Linked DNA regions of Mus musculus: region 2 is linked to region 1. Evidence: chromatin contacts called from public Hi-C data. All regions are on one chromosome and are shown on one strand. Each heading gives the region's core, a stretch centred on a gene start, on an enhancer-like site or on the middle of the called end of the contact. The rest is flanking DNA. Distances are from core to core; before and after follow the strand shown. Region 1 overlaps Pgbd5 (piggyBac transposable element derived 5). Region 2 holds the start of Agt (angiotensinogen (serpin peptidase inhibitor, clade A, member 8)).

The links. A called contact is a pair of places that touch in the nucleus more often than the background predicts.
Region 2: a contact with region 1 is called in a Hi-C map of cerebellum, with 1.8 times the contacts expected there. The contact joins the promoter of Agt here to the enhancer-like site in region 1. A contact is called at or near these places in 5 of 39 promoter capture datasets (the 3T3-L1 cell line, embryonic stem cells, hippocampal neurons and 2 more), 1 of 15 datasets of contacts at CTCF or cohesin (embryonic stem cells), 9 of 484 Hi-C or Micro-C datasets (bone marrow-derived macrophages, cerebellar granule neurons, cerebellum and 3 more), 1 of 115 datasets of contacts at active chromatin or transcription factors (double positive thymocytes) and 2 of 9 other capture datasets (adipose tissue and embryonic stem cells).

What each region holds. Positions count from the first base shown.
Region 1 is chr8:124,373,044-124,378,775 of GRCm38.p6, reverse strand. It overlaps Pgbd5 (piggyBac transposable element derived 5), which reads left to right. Exons shown (of 7, transcript NM_171824.2): 4 at 2,486-2,666; 5 at 4,333-4,530. Among named protein-coding and RNA genes, the nearest start is that of Pgbd5, 58 kb to the left of the region's middle. Within about 2 kb of position 3,430, at least 31 of the 459 cell types and tissues checked have an H3K27ac peak or open chromatin away from gene starts, as enhancers often do. A contact at or near this core is called in cerebellar granule neurons, cerebellum and cerebral cortex, where this site is marked.
Region 2 is chr8:124,565,768-124,571,673 of GRCm38.p6, reverse strand. Agt (angiotensinogen (serpin peptidase inhibitor, clade A, member 8)) reads left to right here and starts at 1,968. Exons shown (of 5, transcript NM_007428.4): 1 at 1,968-1,998.

The DNA of each region.
Region 1 (5,732 bases), core at 2,181-4,680:
ATTTTACATTCAGCAACTCTCACCCCCAAATTCCAGAATACCCATAATTCCATACATGCTTTAATTTTTTAAAGATTCATTTACTTTAATTTTATGAATGTGATTTTTTTGCCCATTTGAGTGCCTATACGCCATGTGTGTGCCTATGTGCACCATGTGTATGCTGGTGCACTTGTATGTTGGTGTACCATGTGTGAGCCTGTGCATCATGTGTGGCCTGTGCATTTTGTGTGTGTGCCTGTGCACCATGTGTGTGCCTGTGTGCACCATGGATGTGCCAGTGTGCACCATGTGTATGCCTGTGTGCACCATGTGTGAGCCAGTGTGCACCATGTTGTGCCAGTGTGCACCATGTGTGTGCCTGTGTGCACCATGTGTGTGCCTGGTTCCTGTGCAGGCCAGAAGAGGCCATTGGTTCTCCTGGGACTGGATTACAGACCACTGTGAACCACCACTTGAATGCTGGGACCAAACCTAAGAGCAGCCCGTGCTTTATCCTCAGAGCCATCTCTCCAGCCCTAGTAAATGCTTACTGTTCTCCGTATTAGTTACTTTTCTTGCCACTGAGACCAAACACAGGACAAGCAGCAACTTAGAAACTAGGCAGACATAGCAGGAGCAGGAGCAGCTCATGTCTGTGGCAGAGGGTGAGGTGACTGGTTACATTGTATCAACAGTCAGGAAGCAGCGCTCAACAGGAAAGAGAGGCCAGGATGTAACCCTCAAGGCCAGCTTACCCCATCCTTCAGGAACGCCCCACCTCCAAAAGGTTCGCCAATTTCTCAAGACAATATCACCATCACTCAGGACCAAATGTTCAAAAACACAAACGTGGAGAATATTCCATATTCTAACCACAATCTGCAGTAATAGCCCTTTGAGTATGTAGCCGACATATCTATATAAACCATGCTGGCTGAAGCTAGAGGATAGAGACATGGACAGCCCTCGTGGCTCCCAGAGAGTGATGGACACACACTGCCCTGCAACCTAATTGCCCCAGGAGCTTCTTGAGCACTGCATAGAAACAGACCAGCTGATGCTCTGACTTCAGTCTTGTGGGGCCTGAACACAGGAGCCACATGCGCCATGCGCAGGCTCCCATCGTATAGTGTGGGAGGTCAACAGGTATGCCTGAGGTAAATGCAATAATTTAAAAAATCCCTGTAGAACAATGTTTCTGAAGCTGAGTGTGTTTGTGTATAGAATCAAATAACATGGGCTGGAGAGATGGCTCAGTGGTTAAGAGCACCGACTGCTCTTCTGAAGGTCCTGAGTTCAAGTCCCAGCAACCACATGGTGGCTCACAACCATCCGTAATGAGATCTGACGCCCTCTTCTGGTGCATCTGAAGACAGCTACAGTGTACTTACATATAATAATAAATCTTAAAAACAAAAAAACAAAAAACAAACAAACAAAAGAATCAAATAACATGTTCAGCTACATATCACAGAAGACCCATGCAGGCCAGACTCACCAGCTTCCCAACCATTGCTAAACCCAGAGGCTTTGTTGTCCGGCACCACTTCCCAGTGAAGGAAGTATCTATCCCCCATTCTGTTGAAGACTTTGTTGCTAAGTCACATCCCTGTACATTGACCTGAACACAGAGTTGGGCTTTTGTATTCTTAAGGACACCGGTGCTTGGTAGGTGAGCTGCCAAACTCATCAGACAGGATGGGACCTGACATAGTAGCTGGGTCTTCCATGTGCTCCTTCTGGGAGTTTCTCAGAGAGCACCGTTGGTGCATATCAGATGACACCAATGTGAGCTCGCTGTGCAGAACAGGACAGGCCTAGGAATGTGACAGGCACTGCTGGGTATCTGTCTATGTAAGTATGAACATTCCCCGGAACTTCTACTCTCCTTAGGAGAGACTATCGGCGCCCTACCTGCAGGTCTGGTCTGCCCCTGAATCCATTGTCCTTCCCACATACACGTGTTTGGTGGCAATTGTGAAGCTGGTATGGCCTGTATGTTAGGAACTGCTTACCAAGCCTAGCATGGCCTCTTTGCTTCTGGCCCTTAGAGTGTGTCTGACTTCTATTGCATCTCTGGTGCAGTGAGACAGACGAGGGCTGCCTTACCTGTCTTTGGGTTGACTAGTCATTTTGTCCCATGGGTGATACCCACTAGGCATGCAAGAGCATGCCTAGCCCTTGAGGTGCCCTTCGATTCTATTTGTGTGAGTGCGCATGTGCGCGCGCGTGTGCGGACTTAGGAACAGGTTTGCATCAAATTTGACTGCCAGTTTTCCCATCACTAACTGCTCCTCTCCCGCTCATACTCTCACGGACAGAAGCCTCCCGGCTAAACCATGAGCTGCTCAGGTTTTGGGTAGCCGTGGTGGTGACCTAGGACATTGCGAGGCTCATGACATAGTGGGGTGAGGCGGTTTCCTCTGACCCCATGTTTCCTGCGGTCTCGGGCTGTGGTCCTTGTTGCCCTTGGCACTCTGACCCCTCTGCCTTTCTGTTCAAGATCTACGTCCACCTAAAGGAAGGTGGTGGCCCAGATGGCCTGGACGCTCTGAAGAACAAGCCACAGCTGCACAGCATGGTGGCCCGGAGCCTGTGCCGGAACGCGGCCGGAAAGAACTATATCATCTTTACAGGGCCCAGCATCACCAGCCTCAATCTGTTCGAAGAATTTGAGAAGCAAGGTTTGTCCAGCGGCCGTCCTGGCATGGCCGGCTCCTGGGGGGTGGGCAGTGGCCAAAGAATGAGGAGGGTAGGAACAGCGGCTAGCACAGATTGCTCACAGCGTCTCAGCTGCCCTGTGTGTCTGGGTTCTGGTGTTTTCGTGGTGTGTGAGTCCTGGGCTCGCTGTCAGGTGACAGCAGTGGCACAGAGCCCTGCCAGTCTTCTGGGCATTCCTTTGTGTGTACTTTGCTGTGTGGTTCTGGCCATAAATGGCCTGGAGGAAAAGCCTCTCATAAAAAAGGGTCTAGAAAGTAGCAGAGTCATCCTCCGTAGCTGGTGAGTCTCCTTCCCATCTGGCAGAGACCCGTGTGGCCAGGGATGATCCTTCAGGCCTCAGAAAGGTCCTGGGCTCCTGGAGCAAGAGGCTGGCTGTTCTTTGCAGACTGGATCAGCCTCCCTTGACTTTGGGAGATGCTGGATGTAAAAAGCAGAGACCTAAATGCCAAGCTATGCTGGGGACAGCTGAGAAAGCATCACTCATAGACAGAAGCTACTAGAATTGAGACATTTTGCTCTGTAACACAGTGGATATCAGGCCTTAAAACTGAACCCTCTTGTATTGACCCAGCTTACATCCTGGGCCTGGGAAGCCTGGTTGAAGTGCGGGAACAGGCTGCCCCAGCTAGCCAGCATTGCAGTCTAGGTAAGAATAGCCCTCTGCACTGGGTGGTGCCGGCAGACTCAGCCCATCTGTGGCAAGAACCTGGCAGGAGATCAGACAGAGGACGGAAGGGAAGCTGCAGGACATGTGACACAGCTGCTTTGGAGGAGGTCTGGCCCTCCATGAAGCACAGTGGGGAGTTGGCCTGCTGTCTGAGACCTATGGTCTGCGGAGGCATGTCCATAGAAGTGTAACCCTTGATGGTGTGTGCATATGTACGCGAGGGTCCACCTTTTGATTTGCTCTCAGCACTGGGAGTTGGAGTATGTGCTCGTGTGTGTGTGTGTGTGTGTGTGTGTTTCCAGTCTTAGATCTATAGAGCCGCATGAGTGTTGGACACGGCCTGGGCCTCTGGGGCACCTTTCCCCAGGAGGATTTAGGAGAGTTGCTTCTGAGATCCCCAGGGAAAGGCATTCCCTGGCTCAGCAAGCTAGGAGCTGGGTGGAGGAGGGTAACTGGATATGGAATTTTGCCTTTTCTGAGGCTAGGCAATATAGAAATGATATCACTATGAATTTTTAGAAGCATCTAGAGCCATTGAGTTCTTCACAGTGGAATGCCACATGTCGTGTCTTCAGTGACAAGAGCCCCAAGAGCTGATGGGCGTGTCCATCCCGAGGTCTCTGGCTGTGTTGTTGGGCACAGCCATACCATCCTTATCACCGCAGCTATTTACCGGTGGGCCATTCCTAATGTACATGTGACACCTTAGCAAATTCCATTTATGGACACAGATAGGATGCTTTGCCCCACAGGGCCAATGAAGAGCCCCGTTGATAAGGGCCATATTGTTGCATTAATCCATTGCTTGCATTAGTTATGGCCTCAGTGACCTTCAGGTGTGCTCTTATAGAGGGGTGGGGAAAGGCCTCAGCAGCTGCCTCTGAGGGTTCGCCCTCCTTCCCCGATTGTGGGTGGGGCACCCTGACAGTGGGTCATGTGAGAGTTTGCATCTTTCCTTCCAGGGATCTACTGCTGTGGCCTCCTCAGCTCTAGGAAGAGTGACTGCACAGGTCTCCCTCCATCCATGTTGACCAACCCTGCCACCCCACTCGCCCGGGGCCAGCACCAGATCAGGACAAAGGGCAACATGTCACTGATCTGCTGGTACAACAAGGGGCACTTCCGCTTCCTGACCAACGCCTACTCCCCTGTGCAGAAAGGTGAGTGTACAGGAAGGGGGGCACCCAGGGCACAAGCATGGAGGGCCCTCATGCGGTCTGTGTCCCTCATAGTTGTGCTATCCTGGGAAGGGGCAGGTAGGAGCTGCACGAAGCTCTTAGCTTGCCTTGATTGGCAGGTGGCTTGGTCTCATCATCCTGTTGGGGTGTGATAGCTCTGTTTTTTGGGCATGGTAATAGGCTATGCTGTGGGTGGAGTTTGTGGATCATTTTATCAGCTCTGACTCCTGGAAGCAAAGCGCCTGTGTGATCCTGGCTGCCAGGCAGCTTGCTGTTGCCCTTGCTAATTTTCCAGGGATTTAAAATTGACTCAGAGTAGAGGGACTTAATTAGCCCAGAGTCTGTATTTAAAGAAACTGACAGCTAAGACCTTGTTAAACTGCTGAGACAAAAATTGAGAGGATCGCAAAGGAATCTGCAGACACTTCCAAAGCGGTGTGCACATGAACGGCTTGCATTCCTATGTGCATACTGGGTGTGTGACATGCATGCTCCTGGGGTGTACCATGTGTGCGGTGTGTGTGTGTGTAGTGTATAGTGTATACACATACCATGTGTTTATCATGTGTGTGTTTATATATATGTGTGTATATATGTATATATACCACTACGTATTGTGTGTGTGTTTGTGTGTGTGTATAGTGTATATACATACCATATGTGTTTATATGTGTGTGTGTAGTATATATACATATCATGTGTTTTATATATATATATATATGCATACACATGTGTATATATGAATATATATACCACTATATAGTGTGTGTATACACATACCATATGTGTGTTTATATGTGTTTATATGTGTTTATATGTATGTGTGTGTGTATATATATATATATATACACACTGCTATATAGTATGTGTATATGTGTACATATATATATATACATATATATATATATATATATATATATATATAGTGTGTACACATACCATGTGTTGTGTGTTTGTATGTCTCTGTGTGTGTGTATATATATATATATATATATATATATATATACTGCTATATAGTATGTGTGTGTGTGTATATATATATATTGCTATATAGTATGTGTGTGTGTATATATATATATATATAGTATACACATACCATGTGTGTGTTTATATATATATGTATGTGTGTGTATATGTGTATATATACCACTATATACTATGTGTGTGTATATACACACACACAC
Region 2 (5,906 bases), core at 719-3,218, 190 kb before region 1:
AATGTTATGTGGCTGTCAAGGGATTTTTATTGACAAATAGTTTCTGGAATAGACTCCATTAAGAGTAGCTCAGTGGGTAGAACACTTCCTGGCATGGCCGAAGCCCTGTGTTCACTCTCAATAAACCAGGCATGGTGTGGGGCAGGTGGCTGGCAGCTCTGAGGGGGCTACTGGGGAACACAAGACAAAGGATAATCCTACTTGTGGATGGATGCAAGGCTAAGGGAAATTCCTGGTCATAAAGAGGTTGGGAAGACACCGTGGAGGAATGGGAAAGACTTAGTGTGAGCTAGCACATGCTTGTGTGGCGAGGGAAGCCAGCCATGGAGACCCTAGGATGCAGACGGAGGAAGCTCTGCATCTCTCTCACACTCTTTCCTAGATAGTGAAGGAACAGGGGGCCGTGGGGGGGGGACTTCAGGCCAGTCAGTTAACCCCCTCAGAGCAGGCGGAGTCTATACAGCCAGCCTGGCCCAAGAGCCCTGTTGTCTGACTTGCCGCTGCAGGGGTACTTGCTCCAGGTGGAGTAACTGAGCCTGTTCTCCGTGTGGACTGGGATGGACTGATGACCAGCCAGTAAAGACTGCCACAGAGGAGGCTTGTGCTCAGACAGCCTTAGTAGCAAGGGTTAACCACGCTCAGTAGCCTTCATCTACTGGACATCTCACAGAGGACAAAAAAGATGTTCAGTGAGCTGAAGAATCCAGTCTTCTGGTCTCAGAGCCCGAGAGGAAAGATCTTTCTATCACTATATTCATGAGCTCTACTCTTGTGTCCTCAGCACAGGGCTCCCTGCTGAACCCCAAAGCTACTAAGGCATCCACACACTCCTCGGGGAAATCTGTGCACCACTGGCCTTTCCTAAGCTCTTACTCCCTGCATACCCCTTGGGCTGCTGGCATCCTCTTCCTTAATCCCGAGTGCAGACCGTCACTCTACAGCCCTGCCTCCTACAGCTGGTCTCCCACTGAGATCTCTGGTAGTTATTTTATGTCTGTGCCCAGAGAAGGTTGCTCTTCAGAGCCCATCTCAAACACCATCAAGTCCTGCATGGTGCATCTGTCTTCTAAGCCAGCGACTGCTCTGCCCACTCTCTCTTTCCACCTCTACTCTCCCATGCCACTTTTAGGTGAAGGCAGGTTGTGCCTGTGTCCACATGGCCAAGAGATTGCTTGAAGTTGTGGATGCGATGCAAGCTAGTCGCCACCCATGGTAGCCTGCAGGTGGGACTGTCTGCCAGGCCTACTCCTGCTGTCTTCTCAGATCCCACCCTTCCCTGGTGTCCACCAGTCTCATCCCTTAAACTTTCACAACCATTCTCCACCCTCAAGGGAGGCGCTCCAAAACCTCCAACCTCCAAAACTGCTGCTTTCCGTCCATGAGCCCAGAACATTTTGTTTCAATATGGCTCTACCACAGTCAGAATTTCCCAGCCTAATCAGGTGTGCTAGAAGTTCCGGAAGGCGCTTCCTACTGGTGATGTGTGTCCTCAGCCCACTGGAAGCCCCTGTACAGAACAGGCAACTAACGTAACTACAAATGTCCAAGGTCGTCCACCCTGAGAGCAGCTGGTGACGTGAGGTTCAGCTCCTGCAAGTGAGCCCCCTTCCTGGCATGCCCAGAGAGGCTTACGAGTGCATCACGAGGGGGCTTTCATCCCAAGGTCTGCATGGCTGGCTTCAGGTTGTCACAACCCACTCAATCCTGTGACTGTGGTCCTGGCTCCAGGGAACTGGGGTAAATGTGTAACCCAAGGCCAGCCTATTTTTGCATGAGGCTCATCTGCCAGTAGGGCTTCCTGGAAGGGGCCCAGAGGAACATCACCCTGGCCCTGATCCATCTTGGTCAAGCCTGGATTCTCATGGTTCCCTGATCTGGGTCCTCCCCCAGCCTCTGTACAGAGTAGCCCAGGAATAGATCCATCTCCACCCCTTGAGTATAAATAAGCCTGCTTGGCTCACCAGGGGATAGCTGTGCTTGTCTAGGTTGGCGCTGAAGGTAAGCAGAGCACTCTTGTCTTGGTTCTTTCATGGGATCTGGCCAGGCAGGAGCTGAGCTGTGGGTGGGAAGAGGAGGCCGGGACTGGGCAGAGACACTGGGAAGGGCTGGATGGCATTTTTTCTGGAGTGAGAAGTCTGTGGTAGCAGGCGCTTCAGGAGATGTGAGCACTGACTGCTTCTCCTATTCCGAAAGGCTAGATGTCCAGGTAAACTGTCCCCTGTGGGTCACCAAACTGGGCTCACTGGGAACTGATGGTCTTTCATTAGGGGATGGCCAGGTCCTTTTGCCTCCTGTGAGTCCAGATGGGTCCTCAAAAGCAGAGAGACTCTCACAGGGTCAGCACTAGGGTGGCCAAGTCCCCTGGACCTCCTCCAGCCTGAAGGGAGAACAAGGCTTCATTGTTCAGACTGCAAGAAGCAGGAAGGGACAAGTCACGTGACATCTCTATCCAGGCTCAATGCTGTGGTCTGTGTCTTGTGGCTCCTCACCATGTCCTGTAGGGCCTCAACTTACCCCTCTGTGAACAGGCTTCATCACAGTTCTGAGGTTCTCTAGGGCTGGGGATAAGTTAGGAGCATCCAGTAACATGGAAGTACTTTGAAAAGTTAGCTCCTTCTTTATTCTTAGTGTGGTGTGTGTGTGTGTGCCGTGTTGTGTATGTGCATATTATTTATTTATTTACTTCTGGTTTCTGAGACAGGGTTTCTCTGTTGTAGTCTTTGCTGTCCTAGAACTCACTCTGTAAAGCGTGCAGGCCTCAGATTCAGAGATATGTCTGCCCCTTTTTTTTTTTTTTTTTTTGGAAGACAGGGTCTTACTGTGTAGCTCTGGTTGTCCTAGAACTCACTAAATTCTGTCTGCCTCAACCTCTTGATTGTATCACCATACCCAGCCCAAGGTATATATGTATTTATGTGAATGTGACATATGTGTGTATGACGTGTGTATTTATGTACATATGTATGTATGTATGTATGTATGTATGTATGTATGTATGTATGTATGTGTATATATGAAGTGTAGGGGAGGAGCATGGAGACATAGGAGCCATGAACACAGATAGAGACTAGAGGAGGATACCAGGTGTCCTGCCAGCTACTGTCCTCCTTAGTCCCTTGAGACAGGGTCCCTTCCTGAAGCTGGGGCTAGACTGGCAGCCAGGAAGCCCTGGAGATCATCCTGTCTCCTCGCTCCACCTCTCTGGAGTTAGGGGAGTATGTGGTTGTGACTGGTCTTTCACAAGGGGTCAGGGGACGAGAACCCGGATTTTCATATTTATGCAACAACGTGTTCTTGCGTGCTGAACCTGCCCTAGGCTCCTCAGTTCCTTATTTCTTTTAAGAGGCAATATGTGTCATGTCTAGATGCCACTCATGGATTCAAGTGTTAGGGCTGAGTCCCAGCTGTGTGACCTGGTGCAGGTCACAAGACTTGTCTGTTCCTGTACAAATGGCACTGATGATTCTACAGCTATCCCTGGATGACCTTAGGAAGGTGGGCTAACCTGTGGCACTCAGGTACCTGTGGGAGGCAGACCAGTGGGGCACATAGTAAATACATCGATACAGGATATAGGGTGCTTCTGGTGGCTATGAGGTACAGAGGAGGTGAGAGAGAGGTGTGGGGAGCCTGAGGTAGACTTTGAGTGGTGAAGATGAACTATTGACAGAAGACAGCACTGGAATGCACCCTGATAATGACAGGACAGGCAACATAGCCCTGAGAAGCCACAAGACAGGGACACAGAGAGGCAGCTGGTGGGGAGGGAATAGAAGTGTGTGTGTGGGGGTGAGATCTCCTATGTCCTCAAGATTTGCTGCAATCACACTTAGGGTGAACTTGACTGACAGCAGCTTACAGCTAAGAACAAACAGTCACTTGTGCCTAAGGACAGTAGTGACGCGTTTCCTGGGACAGCAGCCATGGCACTACCTTCTGGACAGAGGCCGTTCATAGGAACAGCAGTCTAGGAAACATTGTGTTCACCCCCACAGCTCATCCAGTGGCCTGGGCACCTGAGGCAGGTCCTGACCCTACTGTGTTGGATTATAAAGCAAGGAAAGGCCAGTGAGTACAGGCAGAGCTCTCTACTCTGCTTTCCCAAACCTCTAAACTTTCTTTAAGAATGATGGGTGAAGCCAGATGTGTGTGTCAAAAGGATGAAGCACTAGACAGTCAGAAGCCAAAGGTTCTCAGACCAGTGGGATGACCAGAGCAGAGCAAAGAGCACCTTGTCTGTCTGTGGAGGATATTCTATGTGCAGCCTCGGCAAGCACGGGAATATGGGAGTCCAGGGTGACCTTGGAGCTTTGCAACTCCATAGTGACATTCTGAGATCATTAACTTATGAAGAGAAAGGTTTGTCTTGGCTCATGGTACTGGAATTGCAGGTCAAATTCAGGTAGACTGTTGCTCGGGACTTCTGGGGTGTTGGCTGACAATGGCAATGACATCTGGTAAAACGAGCTGCTTCCAATGTAGCTAGGAAGCAAAAGCAACGAAGAAGGAAAGACACAGGTCCTGCGACCCCTCTTAATGGCATGCCCCCAGTGGCCTTGGGCCCCCACTAGGACCTACACCTTAAATGTCTGCAGCACCTTCAACAGAACAATACGGACATTAAGATCCTCACCTAGGGACCTTGCAGGTGGTTTGGTGGAGGGTTGTACATGGAAAGGTGAAGCAGCAGAAAGGAAGGGTCAAGGTGACCTCAGTCAGGGTTGAGGTGCCAAGGCTCACAGTGGTGGCCACAGTGAGGTAAGGGGTTGGAAGCCACATGCCAGGCTGGTTCCTATAGAAGCAAGCGCACATGGTCTGCTTGGTCAGAACTGAAGGATGGATAGAACTCACCTTCCCACACTAGGACCAGAGGAATAAGAGGTAGGCTTTGCAGAGTCAGCTCAGGAGCCTTCCTCTGGGATCCAAGGCTAAGTCTATGTACTGTGGGTGGTATCTGAGGCTGGGAAAGGCTATCCAGCTCAATGGACCACCCCATCCCCTGGTCCATGACTGGCCAGAGCCCCAAGCCCTTCCTGTACCTCATAGCCATCTGGGTGAATCAATTCCTTGCCTTACCATAGACCACTGAAACCAACCGTGGGTGAGCAGGCTGGGCAGATGAACCAATTATAGAGTCTTCTTTAGCTGCTGTGTGGGATCCAGCCTGCCTGGAGCATATCTGAAGGACCTGGGCTTGGGCAAGGCCTTTGGCTCTCAATTATGGCTGCAGGCTAGGATCTCATGGACACTAAAATCAACCCTAGGGCACACCCACGTGGGTACAAAGGCTCCACAAAACCCAGTGGGCCATCCACATGTCCTCCAGGAATAAACTCTTAGCCTTTGTCACTTGTATGCCTGGTTCTACCAGGACTGTGCCACAGCCTAGTATGATAGATAACAAGAGAACCTCCAGAAACCCAAAGCAAGGCATGGTCAGAGCCAAGTTCTCCTGGGGCCTCTCTCTGCCTTTGTCTTGCAAATTCCCTCCTCTCCCTGTGACTCTAATAGATTTCTCTTCCTGTACCCTGATATCCTCGTGTGTGTGTGTGTGTGTGTGTGTGTGTGTGTGTGTGTGTGTGTGTGCGCATATGTGTGTTCTCATGTGTATAGTGACTGGATGACAACCTTTCATGTCGTGTCAAAATGGTGTTCATCTCCTTTGAGACAGGCTAGAGAGAACCCTAGGGAGTCAAGCCCCAGGAATCTACCTGTCTCCAGTGCCTGAGCTCTGAGGTTACATGCATATGCTATTGCACCTAGTATTTTTTTAAGATTTATTTATTTATTTATTTACTTATTTATTTATTATATAAGTGCACTGTAGCTATCTTCAGACACACCAGAAGAGGGCATCAGATCTCATTACAGATGGTTGTGAACCACCATGTGGTTGCTGGGATTTG